Regions from separate parts of the Mus musculus genome. Here region 2 is linked to region 1. A link is a contact called in public promoter capture Hi-C data. All regions are on one chromosome and are shown on one strand. Each heading gives the region's core, a stretch centred on a gene start, on an enhancer-like site or on the middle of the called end of the contact. The rest is flanking DNA. Distances are from core to core; before and after follow the strand shown. Region 1 holds the start of Serpinh1 (serine (or cysteine) peptidase inhibitor, clade H, member 1). Region 2 holds the start of Fam168a (family with sequence similarity 168, member A).

Region 1 (5,120 bases), core at 50-2,549:
TGGGGAAGGCTGGGGGTCCATTCCCTCCCCCACTGTTCTCTATAACTGCAGAGAACTCATCTTTTGGGATGCTGAGTGCAAGGATACATCTGTTCCACAGGCTCTGCATCTGGGAGAAAGAAAATACTTATGAGTCTGTTGATTGAATGTGAGTGAATGCATACAGGGTCTCTCTGGGGCTGGGGCTGGGGCTCAGTGGCAGGATGCTTTCTTTCCTGGTTTTCCTGAGGATCTGGGTTCCAGCCCCAGTGCACTGAAAAGAGGGGGAAAAGCCTCTCACTCCACCTCCTCTCTAGTGATGTCCATCTGTTGTCTGTCATTCCACTATCAGAAGATAGGAGGATCCTAAAACAACAGGCCTCACCTACTGAATTCCCCACTAGCTGCACACACCCCTCACAAAGGAGGTCCTGAAGGCAGGGACTTTGCCCAGTTGTGCAGATTTGTGCATGACACTAGAATAGTAAAGAATACTATCAGTTAACTCAGGGCTCAAGAAGCTATCTCAGTGTAAGAGGTGGGGTGGGGCGGGAGAGCCTGAGATAGTGAGACCCTGAGCCCCAAGAGGCAATGGAGATAGGGAGGGAGGGAAGGAGATAGCAGGGATGACCCATTTGAGACGGAGAAAGGGGCAGTTAGGACTTAACATCAACCAAGGGTACTGGCCCAGAAGGAAAGTCACACAATGCTGTATTTAATTCATCCAGGATGTTCCCTGCTGTATACTACTTCATGTCCAGTGGAACCACCTAGGTGTCTGTCTGAAATCAGTTCAAGACTTGGTTGCCAGGGTGAGGGTCCAGCTAGAATTCTCAGGGCCTCTCCTCCCCAGGGATGTTTCAAGGGTGAACCCTGGTTTGGAGAGGGACCCCTGCCTCTGACTTTTTCCTAAGGCAAAGGAGAGGGCCCCTGACTAAGGAGTAGCATCAGGGGTCCCTGATTAAAGCTTGATAACAGTAGGCAATGGATCTACTGGGGCAGAGCAGGGTCATGTGGGGCAGAAGGGATATGTGATCAGAGCAGGCTTGTGTGGGCAACCCCGAGAAGACGACAACTCCAGTCCCCGAGCGCAGGACTTTGGAGCCTGTCTGCCTTCAGTTCACTCTCGAGTCTAAACCCTGCTTTTCCACGTCCAGGACCGCGGAATCCCAAGAATGCCCTGGCTCCCAAGGTCTAGCTGGTGCGGGAGGAGAGTCCCCTCTACCTAGTAGGGCGAGGGGGCAGTAGGACCCAGGGGCTGGGAGAGAGCCCGCAGGCACAGGGGCGGGAGCCAGGGTGGTTTGGGGGAGGTCTTTGGCTTTTTTTCTCCTCTCCGAGCCACGGCGCCCTCCGGAAGCGTTTCCAACTTTCCAGAAGTTTCTTGGGACAGGCAGGAGGGGGTGGGGCCAGCCATATATAGATCCAGGGCCCGGGGCAGTGAGCTGAGCAGAGCCTGTCTGAGGAGCGATTGCCCTGTCGGTCCCGGAGCAGCCCAGCCCGGCCCAGGTGAGGGGCGGGAGCGGCCGGGCGATTTGGGGTTGCGCATTGGCCAAGGGGGAACGGATCGCTCCAAAGCTTGGGGTCCTGACACAGGTGGGCAGTGAAAGATCGGACTTGGAACTGTCACTTGCCTGGGTTCCCTGGAGCTGCGGTCTAGTACGCGGACTGCCTGGTAAAGTACGGAGAAGTCTCAGCTCGGGGAAGGTTAAAGGTGGTGAGAGGGAATGCGTAGAGCTGGGACTAAATGCTGGTGACCTTCTGCACAACTGAGAGGGGAGGGGAAAGACCTGACTGTCCCATCGTCCACGGGGAAGGGCCAGCTCTGCAGTCCCTAACTCAGGAGTGGAGGCCCAGGGACCCGCAGTGATTGATCCCAGACCAACCTCCCCACAGGCTGTGTAGGGGCCTCTGAACCTAGCACAAGAGGTGTAGACTTGGTGTCTCATCTCTAGCTGTTAAGGACCCCCTTGCTTTGGGGAGCAGTCGCTTTTTAATCAGTATCCTATGTGGAAGGTGGCCGGACTTGACCAATTAGTTCTGCTTTCACCTCACCCGAAAGGGGTGTCGTCAGGGTCCACAGGCCCTGGGTGACTTGAGTCACCCTGGTCCTTCCGTCCACCCATCTGGTTCCTGCAGGGCGAGGACTTCCTCTGAGGCTTTGAGGTATCCTGCCTCCAGCTTGGGGGACATTCCTGAGCCTCCAGACGAAAGGAAGAAGGCATCCATTCCCTGTATGGTCTAACGGCCTAGCTATCAACTTCCTGTGCTTCCTTCTGGGCCCTTTGGCATCCAGGGCACGCATGGAGGCCCTTGGAAAACTGGGGGCTTTGGTTGCCTGGAAGTAAGGCCGAGGCCACACCCTACTCTCTGATAGTTCTGTACCCATCCCCCATTTCCGTCTGGTCCTTTGTCTCTCTCCGAGGATTCCCTGCCGAGGTGTTTTTGTAGTGGGTTGCTGTGTAACAGGACTCCACAGTGGTCGGCCTGGGAGCTTTGCTGAAGGCAGAGCCCCCGGGAGAAAGCCTGACCTGCTTGAGCCGAAGAGGCCCAAGCTGGGCCCTGGTTTCTGCCTCTGCAAAAGAGGTCATCCACCTCCTTACTCCGGGTACCCACTGGGGACTGGGCCCGACCGGCCTCTGCTCCCCACGTCTCTAGGGGTTCCCATTTCTTCACTCTTCTGTTTTCTTTCAGAATGAAAAAGGCAGGCAATGATCTCCCTCTGAGGCCCTTTCAAGGTACTTTAGACCCACCAAGTGTCTGAGAAACCCCCTGGTGCTCCTCCCTGCCTCCTGGCATCTGCTCCCCTTACAGGCTTCCCATCACAGGCTCCCTGGCCCAGTGGTGGACACGGCCTTTGGCTCTGTGATATCTTATATTTTTTTGGTTTTGTTTTGATGGTACTGTAAAATGTCTAACCTTGGCCGGAGGGCTGGCGTTTCCCTGTGGCAGATGGGCTGGGCTTGCCTGTGCAGATGGGCTGCGGGAGGTTGGCTTGCTTGCAGAGACTTGCCTACTTTCATCCCTAATGCTGGGCTTAACGGGGTGGCCCTTCTCCCCAGCCCTGCCTGCCCCCTCAGATTTTTGAGGCACAGTTGTAAAACTAAAACCCCTGAGGCTCCTGGATTCCCCCGGCAAATCCTCCTCACCCCAGGTTCCCAAGCCAGGCCTCCAGGTTCTTACCCTCGGCTGGCCTATGGAGATAAAGCAGCTTTTGCCTGCCACGTCACCAGGGGCCTTGCGGCTGCCAGAGGAATCCCTAACTAGTCATTTGGAGCTTTTTGGAGAAGCCCCTCCCAGCCCCTGGTTGGCTGAGCGTGGGGGCTGTCAAGATGGTGGGTGCCACGTGGCAGGGTTAGGTTTCCCTTCCTTAGGCAGGCTGGTGGCCTCTGCTGGATTAGTGGTCCTTTGAGGAGGGTGGCCACGTGCCTGTTGATATGATATTTCCCATCATGGATCATTTCACTGCTTCACTCTCATTTGTGAGTGTACCATGAGTTACATGGTCCCCCTGTCTTTGAGGTCTAGTGAGGAAGGAGCCAATCTGGACTTGCGGATCCTACCTCTCTTAAGAGTGAGAGGTCTCACATTGTTCCCCAGGCAGCTGTGAGGCTGTGGTGCCCATCCCCTCGCCCCCTCCATGAGGCTGTGGTCCTCATTCCCTCATCCCCTCCATGAGGCCGTGGTCCTCCATCCCCTCAACCCCTCCAGGGCCTTTGCGCTGTTTCTCAAGGTCCCTAGATGGGAAGCAGCCGAGGAGGTATGGGAGCAGCCCGACCCAGCTATATAGGTTCCTCTCCAAAATCCCTCACTCTTTCAGGCAGGCCAGGCTCTCAAGGGGCTTCCAGCAAAGTTTGGAATTTTCTATCTTCCTAAAAGTCTGTGAAAGGGGGGGTCTTCCCGATCAGGGGCACCCCGTCTTCCTCCAGGGTTCTTCCTGAACTTTCGGCTCTGTGGTCTACTTACCTGAACTGCTGCATGAAGCAGAGGTGGGGAGGGCAAGCTGAGGAGGCTGTGGGAACGGAGACCTTTGTGACCCGTGACTTCACAAAAGGGGACAGGGCTTGCCTTGGGGACTCCTGCTACTGCCGGAGTTTGGGATGGGAACTTGAAGGGATCTTTGAGGTTCTAGAAGAGATGATGATGTGGCCATCCCATGGGAGTGCAGAATGGAATCTGTGCCTCTGGCTTCCTAAAGGATGGAGGGAAAGGGTCCATGCTCCACTGAGCTGTGACTCACCCGCTTCCTCAGGATCTTGCCCTTGTTGCTCCCTTAGGAAATCCATGCCACTTGAAGTTTCTAAAGGCTTGATCCCAAGAGCGTTTGTCATGGGATTTCCCATCCAGTTCAGGTGTTTTTTGTTTTGTTTTGTTTTTTTTTTTTTTTGTTTTTTGTTGGTAGGTGGGCAGGCTAAGTCCCTAAGGAAAGAGTCTGAGGCTGGTTGGTAATGCATGCGAGTGCACACTCAAGGTCACCCTAGGGGCAGCAGAGTAGAGCATCTGGGTTCCCCCATTTTAATAGTGAACTGGGCAGTAACTTATTAATGTCTCAGGGCAGAATGCAAGGCACAGAGAGGACCAGCTGACAAATCCATTCCACATTGTGTCCTCTGCCCAGACACCTGTAGACCCCCAGCCCAGCTGCTGCCTTTCCTAACCAACAAAGGCCCTGAGGCTCTATGAGACTAGAGCCAGATTTCACAAAGGCCAACATGGGTGCCATTCTGGCAGTAGCCCTGACCCTTAGAAACAGTTATGCCAAATGCCAGGCACTGGGATGCTGTAGGGAACCAGATGTGCTAGATTTCCAGCCCTAGTGGCTACAGCCTACTTCAGGACACCTAGAGAGTCATAATAAGTGAATAATTAGGTATAAGTGTTGAATGTCCCATGGGGGACTTCAATAGGTGGCCTAGTAATATACCAAAAACTTTGTTTTAGGTAAAGAAATCCAAGAAGGTCTCTGAGGGGCTGGGTAGCCCTGAGTCAGGTCTGGAATAAAGAACTGAGTTCTCTTGTTCCTGTCCCCTTGGTGGCTTAGTGGGTCGGCTAGGAAGAAATGCATAAACTTCAGGGTGGCTCTCTCTTTCTCTGAAGCCCTCACAGGTCCTCTGTGGTGCACACAGCCCACCTCCCAGCCATGC
Region 2 (5,238 bases), core at 966-3,465, 1.4 Mb before region 1:
TTCTGATCACCTGAATTTCTCTAGAAGAAAATTCAATTTGTAGAAACAGCCCAATTATTTAAAAGCTTATCATGTCAAGAGAATCGAATGAAAAATTCCATCAGTACCAAACCATCTCACCAAAGAATGAATATTTATTACATTTCTATATTTCCTGTCTTCTCTCTGTTTACATAAAGTGATGGTGCCAAGACTCATCTCAGGATTATTAGCCTGCAATACAATGATGGGCCTAATTGCCTTGCAAACCAGGACACCAATAAATGGAGACTTCAAGCAATCAATTTTATTGGGGGGAGGTGGGGCTTGCTAACCTCTTTCTGCATACATGCACCTTGCCTGCCTAGAAAATAAATTCAGTCTTCCTATTTTTCAGTCTCATTAATCAGTTCTCAAGCAAGAATGCACCCTTAACAACCTCAAGTTCATCAAAGTCTATTTAAATTCCAAATTCCGGGACTAGTTTCAGTTTACCAGGGGGAGGGGGAAAGGAGAAAGCAGAGACAGTTTCACCTTCTCCCACCTTTGCTTTGAGAGCCCCCAACTTTCCCTTTTTGACATAGGAACTGCAAGACTCCCCACTCTCCCTTAATTCTACCTTAAATGGCTCTCTCATAACTTTACCCTTGGGGCTGCTATTTCCAGACAATTCCAACGTAAAACAAAAAGGTCAAATTGATAGCATGAGATATCCTCTAGGAGAATCTTTAATGTACCTTCTCTGTCCCCTGTGAAGACCCTTCTAATGGTCTTGTTATTACTGTCTCTCACCCAAGCAGCTGATGTAAATGTTCTAACCCCTAAACCTCTGGTGTGTCTTGGAGGACATCTTAATCCTTCCTTTCCTAAATAAACTGACCCACTCCATCCCCGCTGCCACCTCACCACAGGTAACCAGCTTATCACAGACATTTCTTCTGCAAAACTGGCAGAGAGACATTTTCTTTATGATACCATCCACTAACCTTGCTCGACACCTGCCAGAATTATTTTAGTTGAGTCCAGCTGAGTAGTCTGACATATCCTCTACCTCCAACTTCCGCTCAGGGGAGCCACCTTGTTCCTTCCAGAGACTCTAAACTCATCCTAAATCCTTTTCCACTGAGCCCTCATCCCCAATTTCAATCCCTGTCTTCCTATTTGGGGCCCAACTTACAATTCACTCCCTCCTGTCAGCTTACCTCATCCATCCATCTCCTGTAGTTGGAGGTCTCATCACTACCAGTCCAAATTCAAACCTCCAGCAGCAGCCTACCTCAAGAAAACCCCAAACAATTCCTACCTCTTCTGTTCTCTCCAAGCCCTATTTCCGTAAGTATTCACAAATTCCATCATCCCCAGAAGACAACAGCCCATTTCAAGCTGGGGTCTCAACCCATGCCAAAGCCCTCACCCCCAGCTCCTACCATCTCCATCTTCCTTCCCCAGGTCCACCCCAAGTCCCACCTTCCAAAATTAGCACTCCCTAGAGTCCCATCCAACGTTTATATCCCACTGGCATTGAAATCATCTCCTTAGCCCCCACCCCGCTCTGATCACAAGCTGTCAACTGCTTCAGGCCAACCCCAAATCATCACCTTCATTCAGTCCCATCCCCCATTAAAAGACATCCCACTCCAATCTCACCTTCCACCTCGCCCCAAGACAATCCCAAATTCCACCTCAATACCCTACACACCCCATGCTCCTATCCCTGGTCTGGTTATCCCTCCATGTAAAGTCCTACCCCCTCACCCCCCTCCGCTACCCTCCCTGACCTGCTGCTGTCCCACCCTCACCCCACTCCCAGCCCGCGTACGGACAAGTCTCCCCCACCAGCCCGCCGTTCCATCGCCACCTCGGTCCCCTCCCCCAAGCCGGCGCGGGGGCCCTACAGCCCCCACCCTCGTTCTCCCCGGCGCCACCAGCCCTGGCTCCACGGGAGCGGGCCGGGGGGCGGAGGGGGGGTCTCCTCACCGGCGAGCTGCTGCAGACGAAAACCGCGGCGGCCGCAACTGAAGCGGCGATGCCCTTGTCTTCTCTGGAGGCTACAGCGGCGACGCTCTCGTTCCCTCGTCCGTGTCCAGTAGGGTGGTGGATGGCGCGCAGGGACGGGAGCCTCCTCCTCCTTCTCCTCAGCTACTCAGATCTGAATCCTCTGCAGTAGCCGCGGAGAAACCCGACAGTGGGGGAAGGGGACGCTCGGCTGCAGGCAAGAGAGGAGGAGGCGGAGGGAGGGGGCGGGGGACCGCTGAGAAGGGCGGGGGAGGAGGAGTCGGCGCGCTGTCCCGACACGTCCCACAGCCTCCGAGCTCTTGAACTACAACTCCCGGCATGCTCTGCCACGGCCCTGCGCGGCCTGGTTCTCCCAACCCTGCTCCGGTCCTGGACCGCACCCTCTTGGGTCACAGACAATGGACTCCCACGGGCTTTTGTAAACTCAAAGGCCTCTTGGGAGGGAAGTTGGATATTTCCGCAGCCTCATCTCCATGAAGCAAAACAACCTACACATGCACTCTTTTCCGCCCAAGGGACTACACCTCCCAGCATGCCGCACACAGTTTCCCATTCTCTCCTTCCGGACCCCTCTCAGACCCGGTACTACAGTTCCCAGGAGTGTGGTCCTTGCGAAATGCTGGGACATGCAGTTCTCAGTCCTTCCTCCATGTTAAGAAAAAAAGAAGTGAAAGAGAGAAAAAGGGGAAGGACTATTCCAACCCACTGAGCTTGGGCCTAGATTGGCTACATCACCTGTAATTCTGTACTCTCCTCGCCATCTCCGTTGTCACTGTCTCGCCAGAACTAATGCTGCATCAGCTTCCCTGGCATCCCTGAAAATCAGAGGACAAGTCTGCAACTTAAATCCTCATGTAAAAAGCACATTTGTTTACATTTACATTACTTATAAGTATTTAATCTAAAAAGATTATCAAAAATTTTTGGAAAACAATGCCCACGGTTATTATAGGAGGTTGTTGAATATGAGTTGAGAAGGATGTAGATATTCATCAATAGAGGGCTGATTTAATAAATAGTGATGTATGTATTCAACGTAATGCTAAGCAGCCATTTAAAATGATGGTAAATATCTTTAGACATGAAAGGCTTTTCACAATTTCTTGTCAGAGGGGCAAATTGATAGCAAAAACAGCAAGATTAGACAGGTTCGATTTATTTGAAGTTCGAGGATATAAAAGCGTAAAGATTTCAGTGAAGAGATTCTCCAAAATGTTATCAGTGATTATCTTAAAGAAAGAATTGTTAGGTTTCAGGTTCCTCTTATCTTTTATACTGTCTGAATTGTTTAAGGAAGCACACACCGTTTTTTAAACATAAAAGGTTATTTCATATGCATACACACACACACACACACACACACACACACACACATGCTTGCACGCACACACACAGATACAGCTATAGATATTCCAAATACAACAACCTCTTGATTTCCCACCTACAAACTTTCCTTGGGTCTTGTTTACCTAAACAGTGTTTCAGGACTGTGTGTCTACCTTTCTGTAAATCCCACTATTAAAATAATGGTAGTTGTGTACTGTATTAGTTACTTCTCTGGTTGCTGAGACAAAATACTTGATAAGAGCAATTTAAGGAAGGAAGGAAGGAAGGAAGGAAGGAAGGAAGGAAGGGTTTACTGTAATTTACAGTTTTATCTTAGGGAAGATAAGTGTCAGGTCCAAAAGAAATTCAGGACAAATAGTGACCTGTGGTGCCTGGCTATTAGCATACCAAAGAGCATTCTGACCTCCATGCACCGCTTAGTGATCCCTCAGTTTCATAAGAACCTGTTACAGACTCCTTGGCTCTAACATGACCCTAAATTTCTTCAGTTCATGGGCTTCCCCCCCCCCCCCCGGCTTCTCATTATCCTATAACCCTAATATTTGGGCTCTCTTGGCCTCCTCTCTCTTGCCCCTCTTTCTTGGTAAGCTCTTTCTCTTTCTTTCCCTGCCCCACCTCATAGCCAAGTCCATTCTGTTGGCCATGTTCATTCTACCACTCTTCTTTCTGCTCTGGATTCTTCCAGATGCCTCGAGCTGAACTCTCCCTCAGACCTACAGTAAAATCTCCCACTGAGCCATAGCACAGAACTATTACGTCATCAGTGTAAGCAGTAAGGCCCCAGGAGCAGGTCACGTGAGAGGGAGATGCTTGTTCTCTCTTTCATTCCATCTAAGAACCCCATCCCGTGCACTGCCCATATTTAGGGTAAGCCTTCCCACCTCAGTCAGCCTAATCTAGATAATCCCTCCGACATGCGTAGAGATCTGTTTTTCCACAGTAATTCTAAATCCCATCAAACTGACAAGATTAGCCATCACAACTACAATTTATGGAAGAACATAAAGTTAGCAAGGAGCTCTCAATCTCTCTTCCCAAATTATCTCTTTTCGGGGACCTTCTCTCTCTGCTCCAGACAAAGTTTCCTATAGCCCAAGTTTAACTGGAACTGGCTCGATAGCCAACGCTGGACCTGAAAGCCTTGAAAGCCTGACCCGCCTTTCTTGGCTCTCCAGGCATGCGCCATGTTCCCAGCTGCCTCTTCCTACTCATTCTCAAGGCCAAAGCCAAAGGTATACCTTCCATAGAGCTCATTTTAGACGAAGTGATTTTCCTTATATCTTAATTCTTTTTTTTTTTTTTTTTTTTTTTTTTTGGTTTTTCGAGACAGGGTTTCTCTGTATAGCCCTGGCTGTCCTGGAACTCACTCTGTAGACCAGGCTGGCCTCGAACTCAGAAATCCGCCTGCCTCTGCCTCCCGAGTGCTGGGATTAAAGGCGTGCGCCACCATGCCGGGCATATCTTAATTCTTATCTTGGTGGTTTCTAATCTGAAGGTCAGAGGTCCTTGTGTTCCCGGTACGTGAAGATAAGGGATCAGGATTATGATAAAGGGTCTGAAACACTCTACCTCACAAATCATTGTTTGTGGAATAAATAGGATGTATTTGCACCTAAAAAAAAAAAAAAAAAAAAATTTTTTAGCCAGGTGGTTGGTGGTGCACGCCTTTAATCCTAGCACTTGGTAGGCAGAAGCAGGCAAGTCTCTGGTTTCAAGGCCAGCCTGGTCTACAGAGTGAGTTCCAGAACCCTGTCTCCCCGCCCCCCCAAGTCAACACACCCACCCACCCTGCCAGGCAGGTCTGGAGAGATGGCTTAACAGTGAAAGGTACTAGCTAGGCAAGCCTGACACCCAAGTTTAATTTCCAGAACCTACCACGTAAAAAGCCCATGTGGA

The links. Promoter capture Hi-C pulls out the DNA fragments that hold promoters and counts their contacts.
Region 2: a contact with region 1 is called in a promoter capture Hi-C map of liver, with 4 times the contacts expected there. The contact joins the promoter of Fam168a here to the promoter of Serpinh1 in region 1. A contact is called at or near these places in 2 of 39 promoter capture datasets (both in liver).

What each region holds. Positions count from the first base shown.
Region 1 is chr7:99,349,418-99,354,537 of GRCm38.p6, reverse strand. Serpinh1 (serine (or cysteine) peptidase inhibitor, clade H, member 1) reads left to right here and starts at 1,299. Exons shown (of 5, transcript NM_001111044.1): 1 at 1,299-1,485; 2 at 5,074-5,120. The coding sequence starts at 5,117.
Region 2 is chr7:100,703,612-100,708,849 of GRCm38.p6, reverse strand. Fam168a (family with sequence similarity 168, member A) reads right to left here and starts at 2,215. Exons shown (of 9, transcript NM_001362169.1): 1 at 1,957-2,215.